Regions from separate parts of the Mus musculus genome. Here all the other regions are linked to region 2. A link is a contact called in public promoter capture Hi-C data. All regions are on one chromosome and are shown on one strand. The core of a region is the stretch at or near the end of the contact, and the rest is flanking DNA. Distances in the headings are between cores, read along the strand shown. Region 1 holds the start of Psmb1 (proteasome (prosome, macropain) subunit, beta type 1). Region 2 holds the start of Trim26 (tripartite motif-containing 26). Region 3 holds the start of Slc25a23 (solute carrier family 25 (mitochondrial carrier; phosphate carrier), member 23).

Region 1 (2,866 bases), core at 71-2,570, about 21 Mb before region 2:
AAAGGAGGTTAAAAAAAGTGACTCATGAGTACTGCATTCGGAACACCTTGAAATTAACACATCTTACAAAGTAAGTACTTAGTGTTCACGTGCAGCATTAAGCAGCATACTGGAAAAGCAAACTGAAACTGGACTCGGCTGAGAACGCTATGAATTTAAATCCGGTTCTAATTCACACCAGCTCTATAGCCTGGGCTGTTTAGATGCCAAGAGTCAAGAAGTAAAACTATGAAATTATTCACTTAACTGCTTGAAATTAAAACAAACAAACAAACAAACAAAAAAACCTACCTTGAGTCTTCCCCAATCTATAAGTAACTGAAAGGAGCCCACATAGTACATTCACAATTGCTCTTCAAAAGGTACAACCAAGACTAAAATCAACCTTTCACTATCTGTATGATCAACGCTCAACATTCATAAAGCCATATTTAACGTTTTTGCTTTTCTTTCTTGAGACAAAGATTCTCCGTGTAGCCCAGGCTGTCCTGGAACTTGCTCTGTAGACCAGACTGGCCACGAACTTAAGAGACCCACTTGCCTTTGCTAGCAGTAAAGGCGTGCTCCACCACCGCCTGGCTGGTTTTGCTTTTCTTAAACAAGCCCCCCCCCCGCCCCCCTTTTTTGGATAATTAGCTGTTTCAACTTCTAATTTGATGAAGAATACCCCTGTATTGTCAACGGTCCTAAATACAAAGGAAAAATATCTTCGAATAAAGCGGATAATTAAAATGCTAAAGTAATTTGAGAGTAAAAATAAACACACACAAGGGTCCGACTGCCTAAGGCTGTGGATGCAGCTCAGTAGACCTTGCCCAGCAGGCTACGTCTCAAGAGCAGAACAAAACAACCTTCACTTTCATCCCTGAAATTAAGTCTGGTTAATCATGTTAGTTTCCTCTTAAAACAACAAGTGATCAGGCGGCCCAGCGACAGAAACAGCTACTCGTCTAACAACCAAGACAAATCATAACTTCATGTTCGCCCGTTGGCTTTAGAAACGTGTTCAAGCCCTACCAAACAACAGGCCATAGGGCGGAAGATTGAGGTGGGAGCCCGGTTGCTGGAGCAAACGGCACCGAGGGCGTCCATGCACAACTGAGTGCTGGGCTGCAGGCTACATCCCTGCCATTCCCACACCCGCCCGTCGCGACCCCAGGCTCGACCCAGGTGAGGGCAGCAGGCCCAGGCTTTTACCCTCCGTTGAAGGCATAAGGCGAAAACCGCAGCTGCACAGGGCCGGCGGAGCCGTGAGGCCCCATTCCCAGCTCTCGTTCCACGTCTCGGTAAGCAGCAGTGGAAAGCATCGCGCCTAACTCCTGCTGTCTCACGGCAAAATGGCCGCCGGGACCGGTCCACTTCCGCCTCCCTCGCCCCGCCCCCCTAGGCTCCTCTAGCCTGCACTCGTCGTTGCTCTTGGAGGTCTACGCCTGCGTCCGGCTAGCGCACAACCTGGATCCGCCAATCCTGCCAACAGAGAAACCTGTTTTATAACCCTAAGAAAACGTTTGGATTTACTCATGGCGGATAGAAAATTAAAAGTCTGACCATACCAAAAAAATTAACCCAATTACAGAGCAACGACAACTCGGATGTCACATTGGCGAAGTGGCACAGCGTTTGAGACGGGTTAGTAGTTCATGCTGCATTCAAGGCCAATCAGGACGCATGTCAACTGTGTGGTGTACGCAGCCACGAGACCCAGGAAGCAATACCAGATTTCTTTAGCCAGAATATGATGGTTAATATTGTTAATTTCACAGAACTTAGCATCATGTAGGTAAAACCCATGGATGCGTCTATGCGGGTGTTTCAAGGTTTAATTGAGGAGCGAAGACCCAACTAAAATATAAGCGGCGCCACCTCATTGCCTGGATTTCCCGACTAAATAAAGAAGAAGCGAACTAACATTTATCTATTTATGTTTCTGGTCTGTGGATGCAATCCAGTTGGCATGCTTCCCCCTGGGTTGTATCTCCTCAAACAGTAAGACAACATAAAACCCGCTTCCCTTATATTGCCTCTTGACAAGCCTTTGTTAAGTTTTCTCAATTCCCCAGTCTTCTGAGGTTTCCTGTACTTTCAAGAGAAAATGTTTCCTTTAGGGGAAAATAGATACACAGTACTATTGTACTTATTAGAGTCTGTGTAAATAGACAACCTATACAACACCTACACACATAACACACAGATACTGTCCATCACACACACAGACACACACACAGAGAGAAAGAGAGAGAGAGAGAGCGCTAACCTTAACCTAAAGGAGCTCATTACCTCGTTGATAATGCAAAATACAAGGGAAAGGAAGTACGCAGAACAACACATGTATATGCCTTAGATGAACTTCAGAAGGAAAAAAAAATTAAGATATGTTGGAATCAATCAAGCATTATGAAGCAGCCTAAGAAACAGCTGACGTTTTCTTGTGGCAGCAAGGAAGAGAGCTGGTAGTGACCGAGCTAAAAATAGAAATGAATCTGTGACTACAAAGTCGCTTGTTTTGTTGTTCTTCCTTGAACGTAAGTTAACATCTACTGAGAACATGATGAGGAGCGTTTGCTTGACATTTTCCTTAGCCACCTCACAAATCTCAAAGGGGAGGAGCCAGTAAGCTTGCCAAGCAATCTCTGGAGTTCGAAGCCAGCCAGTTCTACAGAGTGAGTCCCAAGAAAGTCGGGGCTACACAGAGAAACTCTTTCTCACAAAAACAAATCATGGAAGACTGAGGATGTAGTTCAGTGGTAGAACGCTTGCTTGGGCTTGATCGCCATTGCCACATCCCCAACTGTTTCCGCTACACACTCAATAGATCTCTCTTTGACAGCTAGAAAGGGCCGTCGGAGGCCCCGCCCCGGAACTGCTG
Region 2 (2,700 bases), core at 142-2,641:
CATGAGCTCTGTTGTGTAATATGATTTTTTTTTTTTTTGGCAGCATTCCTTGGCTCTGACCATCGTTGAGGTACTCCCTGTGACTATTCCTTAAGTATGGAGAAGATTTTTATTGTAGATATAAGGGAAACGCAGGCAGAGTGGGAAGAACCGGTACTGAATATGGGCAGCCTGGTCTACAGAGCGAGTTCCAGGACAGCCAGAGCTACATAGTGAGACTCTGTCTCTAAACAAAACAAAACAAAGCTCCCACCCCCAATATCAACTGAAAGAGCAGGTATCTAGTGATTTTAGGGTGTGCTGAGATCAAAGTCCAGAGCACAGGCATCCAGAACTCCGCTCCACCCCCTACAACAGCTCACAGGAAACTCAAAAGCACTCCCCATATGTTGGTGAAATGTTAGGACTTAGGACTCGGAGCCCTCCTGCAGCTCGGACTACTTCTTTGGAAGTAGCAGGAACTGTGGATTTCCTGCAGAGCAGAAAGCTGTGTGCAAAAAGGGCTTTCAGGCTAGTGGGCGTGGTCGAGTCCTTGGCTGTGGAGCTGCAGGAGGCTCTCAAAGCTCCTGTAGAGGGCCTCAGTACCAGATATTGCAGGTTCTGTAGTTTTTCTCAGTTTTCAACAAATTCCCCCTTCGTAGCCCAGGCTGGTATTGAACTCTAATGCCTCGGTTTCCCTAGCGCCAGGATCTTTAAATGTTTTGCATTTATTTATTTAGCGTAGGTGGAGAGTGCATGTGCTTGTGGAGCTTAGAGGACAACCAGAATAGATGTTCTCATGTCCCATCATGTGGGGGATATGGGATTTGAAAGCCAGTCATCTGATTTGGTGGCAAGCATCTTTACCCACTGAACTATCACTGTGGTGTGGGGTGGAGTGTGGAATGTGTATGTGTGTTTACTTTGTTCTGTACAGCAGGAACAGCACCTGCCTTGTGTAAGGAAGGCTAGTTGTCAAAAATGGTTCATCCTAGCCAGGAGCTTCGAAAATGATATTTGTGATGGATCTTGGAAAAACTTGATAGACTGGTCTGATCTTAGTTAGAGGCAGGCCCTGAGGAGGAAACCCCATCTAAAACCCAGCCCTTGCAGACACCCCAGCCCACCCCTAACCGCAGGGAATCAGAAATGGGGTCTCGAAAGCTATGGGGGCTTCAGCACCCTAACCTACACGAGGCCTCGCGCGACCTCAGCAGCTGGAAGACAACCGTGACGCACTGGCCGCTTCCGATTTCACTTTCCTTTTCTCGGGCCCGGCCGCTTCACCTCTTTGGCCGCTGCCTGGGGATTTGCCCAGTGATCAGTGACGTCAAGAATCCTGAAGTTCCCATTGGAGGATGGAGTTTGGCAAGAGCCAATCCCAGGGCTGGTCCCAGAGAAATCTCGGCGGAGGGCCCGGAGCTCCCGGAGACTGCTGGGCGGGGAGACTGTGGTGCCGGCTGCTTGCTCAGGACCTACCCCGCGGAGCAGCTCCAGGGAGAGGAGTGACCCGGCCCGGAGAGCGGCGCGGGTGAGTGCGGTTTGCACTGGTGAGGAGACGCGGAGGAGCGGCCGCCGTGCGACCCGGGTGGGGACAGCGAAGGCGGCCGCGGGCCCTGGGCAGGGCTAACCAGGCCCGGGCGCGCGGGACGGCGAGCTCGCGTGAGCGCCGCGTCCCCGGCTCGCCTTTGGGCCTTTCGCCCTGAGCTCGCCGTGTTCCTTCCTCCTCAGGTCCAACCCAGACTTACTTCAGTCTCTTCCAGTCCCCAGAGCCAGAAGTGAGCGGGACCCGGATGACGTTCCACCTGGTGGCTTGGAGCCCTGCATGACCAGAAGCAGGTCTTATATTTATGTATCTGTTTATTTTTTTTTTATTTATTTATCCTCAGAGTAAACTGGTTTAGCTAGTTGTACCAAGAGCTGTGCGTTCGTTATCACTGATGATTTTACTACCTAATTAGCTTAGGAAAAGAAAGTATAAACCTGGCTGTGGACTGGTGCACGCCTTTACACCCAGTGCTTGGGAGTTAGAGGCCAGTCTGGTTTACAGACTAAATGAATTCTAGGATAACCAGGGCTACAAAGAGAGCCCCTGTCTTGACCCCCACCCCCACCCCCACCCAAAAAAAAAAAAAAGAAAAGAAAAGAAATGTATGAATTTAACTTTGGGAAGTGAATAGGAGGAGACACTTAACAATTCCCCGTACATTCCAGATTTTGACAACACAACCATTTGTGTGTGTTTCAAAGAAGGGAAGAATGACATGCGCTCGTTCATGCATGCCTGAACCCCTTGTTAGTGAGATGGATTCATGATGCCTAGAGTATTCCTCCCAAGTTAAAACAAACAAACAAACAAACCCATATTTTTCTAAAAGAAAGCTTTCATTAATGCCTTTAAAACTGCAACTTTTAAATTTGATAATGATGACGATGGTGATGACAACGACAGGGTGTCTCCATGTATCCAAAATGGTCTGAAACTGACCATGGCAGCCCAGGTTAGCCTCCTGCCTCGAGTGCTTCGATTACAGAGATTACAGGCATCTGCCCACACTTTTGAATACACTTAATTTTTTTTAGAACAGTTGTACATTTACAGAAAAAATTGAGAAAACAGTGTGTGAAGTGTCTATAACTCCCAACTGATTTCCTTTCATTGACAAATAACACATTATTATTGGCCAAAGTCCACACACTATATTTATTCACCTTTTCCTT
Region 3 (2,700 bases), core at 50-2,549, about 20 Mb after region 2:
ACTCTGATTCTCTCTCATTCATTACCTTGTTTCCCAAATTTGCCCACCCAGATTTTCCTTATAAAATCCTGTCTCCTTGGCAGTCTTGTTGAGGAGTGTGTGTGTGTGTGTGTGTGTGTTTGTCCTGTTAGAAACAGTCGTGGTTCATATAAGGCCCAACAGCCATGGGGCCTCTTTATATTCCTATCCAAAAGTTGGACCTTAGACTCAAGGTCAACAAAAATGCAATAGGTCTGTTTTAGGGAAGGCTAGGGGCTCCATGTCCCCTGTCACACGGAGAAAGGGCCAGTTTTTGCTGCTCCCCACTGCCACCTCCCATACTGGAGCTAGAACCTAGGACCTTTGCACATGCCAGGAAAGCACTTTACTGCTAAACTGCACCCCTACCTCAAATTCCTTCCTAGACAGGTCAGACCCCAGTAGAAGCAGAGTGACCTCAGATGGACTGACTCCCTAGCTGGAGCAGCCTGGGGCAACTGGCCAGGTCCGGGAAAGAGCCGGCTGGCAGCAAATGTAAATAAGAGACTAGGAGAGCTGGCTAGGGGCTCTGTGTGTGCTCCAGCAAGGATGTGAAGTTGTGTTAGCTGCAGGTGGGAGCGGGTCACCCCTCGGATTGTGCACAGAGCAGAGGAGGGTTTGGCTCTGGGCCGTGGAGGGGAAAGCGTCCCGCTCTGCAGTCCATCCCCCCCAGTAGGCATCCCACAGGGGGTGGGGGAGGGGGCGGTGGGGGGGGGAGGGGCCGCTGGGTCCTGGCAACCGCAGCCACTGCAGGCCTGGAGCCTTGGCAGCCCTGTTTCGCGACGTCAGGCCAGACGCGGGTGGACAGAGGGAAGGGAACCTAGACAGAGGTGGTGGGGTCCAGCCAACAGGTAGCCTGTGGCTGCCGTAGCCGCGGCATTAAGGGGCACCGGTTACGGCGCGGGCGGATCCTGCCGCGGTGGTCGCTGCCCATAGTACCTGCTGTGCACGGTCCGGATCTCCCCTTCCCAGCCTGGCCAGCCCCTGGCGCAACTCGTGCACGTCCACGCGGCCGTCCTTGTTGCTGTCTAGTTCCTCGAACAGGCGACCCCAGCGCTGCCGCCGCTCCGCGTCGCTTGAGCCCCCCCGCATGGCGCCCGCCCAGGGGGGAGGGGAGGCCCCGCAGCGACGGCCTCGGCGGGGGCTTTCTGGCTCCCCCTCCCCCCCGGGGTCCCCACAAAGCCAGCTCCCGCGCCCACCCGCACCGCAGCCTCTTCAGTGCGGGGCCGAGCTCCGGCACTTGCTGGAAGTGATAAATGCTAGTCGTCCCCGCCCGCGCCAGAACTTGGTCTCCTCCTCCGACCCGCATTACTTGGGGGAGGGGGCTGGGGGCGGAGCAGGGGGCGTGGGGAAGCATTCTAGGAGGCTCTGGTTTTGCACATCTGACAGCGCATTCCTGGGACGGTAGGAGAGGCAACCGTCTTAGTACTCTGCTTGCCTCAGTTTACCCTTTTTTCCTTAAATGGTTTTGGTAGGGAATTGTCAGGAATTGGATTCGTAATCTTGTTCATTTACACCTTCCTCTCTAACGGATCACTTATCAGAAATTCAAGTTTTTGCTTCTCCCAGGTCTACGCAAAGAATTCTGAACCAGTTTAAAAGCTTCTTTCGCCCGCCTGCTCTAGTTAGATTCCCCAGTCGATGATAGAAACAGCAGATCAACAAAGAGGTGTGGGCTCCCTCCCCAACACTTCATTCCGCCCGCGCGCCTCCTTTTCTTGGTGACACTCGGAGAGAGAAACGCAAGGTCAACGAGCGGCGCGGCTGCAAAGTTAAATCCTTATTGGTCAATGCGCCCTAGCTGCGGCGGTCCGCTCTACCTAGGCGGGGCTTCCCGGTTGACCCGCCGCGGCCTCCTGTCCCGCAGCTCGCAGCCCGCTAGGCATTCTTAAAGGGGCCGCGCCCCAATTCAGACTCTCTGAAGGCTGCTCTTTGCAGACCTGCCTGGAAAGGGAGTCGCGGACCAGTATCTCCCGCGCCACTAAAGATAACGATCAGGAGGAGGGGCTCTGGAGGCGGGGCCTCAGCCGGCGGCTGTGGTTGCACCTGCTGAAGTCCCGCCCACAAGTTTCGGGTGCAGTTTTTCGTCTCACCGTCAGGGGGAAGGGCGTCCGTCTGACCGCGAATAATAAATAAGAGCTCACATTGAGTGCGTTGCGCATGCCAGAGCCCTTCACTCGCTGCTCAGTAACGAACCTACCCCAAACCCTGTGAGGTAGGTAGGTGACACTAGCTTTTCCCACGCTACAGTGGAGAAATCAAAAGCTTCAAATCTTAGTCTGGATTCCCATTTAGGGCCAGAGCAGAGATTTAAACAGAGTTTAAACCACCACTCCCAGGAAGGGACGACGCCTCATTTATTTATTTATTTATTTATTTATTTTTCTTGTTCAAAGACACAGTCTCTCTATGTAGCCACGGAATTTACTATGTAGACCGGGCTGATCTGGACCTCACAGAGCTCCACCTGGGATCTAAGGCGTATGCTACACTACAATGGGTGTTGTATATAGCCTTGTATGTGCTAGATAAACTAGCCACAGAACTCCAGCTGCAGCTCTATGGCTATTGTTGTTATTGTCCTTTTGAGCCAAGGTCTCTGTAGCCTCGCTGGCCTTGAATGTGCAGCAGTTCGCCTGCTTCGGAATCCCAGTTGCTGGGACGGCAATCACGTGCCATCAT

The links. Promoter capture Hi-C pulls out the DNA fragments that hold promoters and counts their contacts.
Region 1: a contact with region 2 is called in a promoter capture Hi-C map of pre-B cells. The contact joins the promoter of Psmb1 here to the promoter of Trim26 in region 2. A contact is called at or near these places in 2 of 39 promoter capture datasets (pre-B cells and second pharyngeal arch cranial neural crest) and 1 of 9 other capture datasets (adipose tissue).
Region 3: a promoter capture Hi-C map of pre-B cells shows a contact between it and region 2, with 4 times the contacts expected there. The contact joins the promoter of Slc25a23 here to the promoter of Trim26 in region 2. A contact is called at or near these places in 3 of 39 promoter capture datasets (cranial neural crest, pre-B cells and second pharyngeal arch cranial neural crest) and 1 of 484 Hi-C or Micro-C datasets (uterus).

What each region holds. Positions count from the first base shown.
Region 1 is chr17:15,496,956-15,499,821 of GRCm38.p6, forward strand. It overlaps Psmb1 (proteasome (prosome, macropain) subunit, beta type 1), which reads right to left and starts at 1,321. Exons shown (of 6, transcript NM_011185.3): 1 at 1,198-1,321. The coding sequence starts at 1,307.
Region 2 is chr17:36,835,755-36,838,454 of GRCm38.p6, forward strand. Trim26 (tripartite motif-containing 26) reads left to right here and starts at 1,392. Exons shown (of 10, transcript NM_001025599.3): 1 at 1,392-1,510; 2 at 1,711-1,818.
Region 3 is chr17:57,058,564-57,061,263 of GRCm38.p6, forward strand. It overlaps Slc25a23 (solute carrier family 25 (mitochondrial carrier; phosphate carrier), member 23), which reads right to left and starts at 1,300. Exons shown (of 10, transcript NM_025877.4): 1 at 958-1,300. The coding sequence starts at 1,110.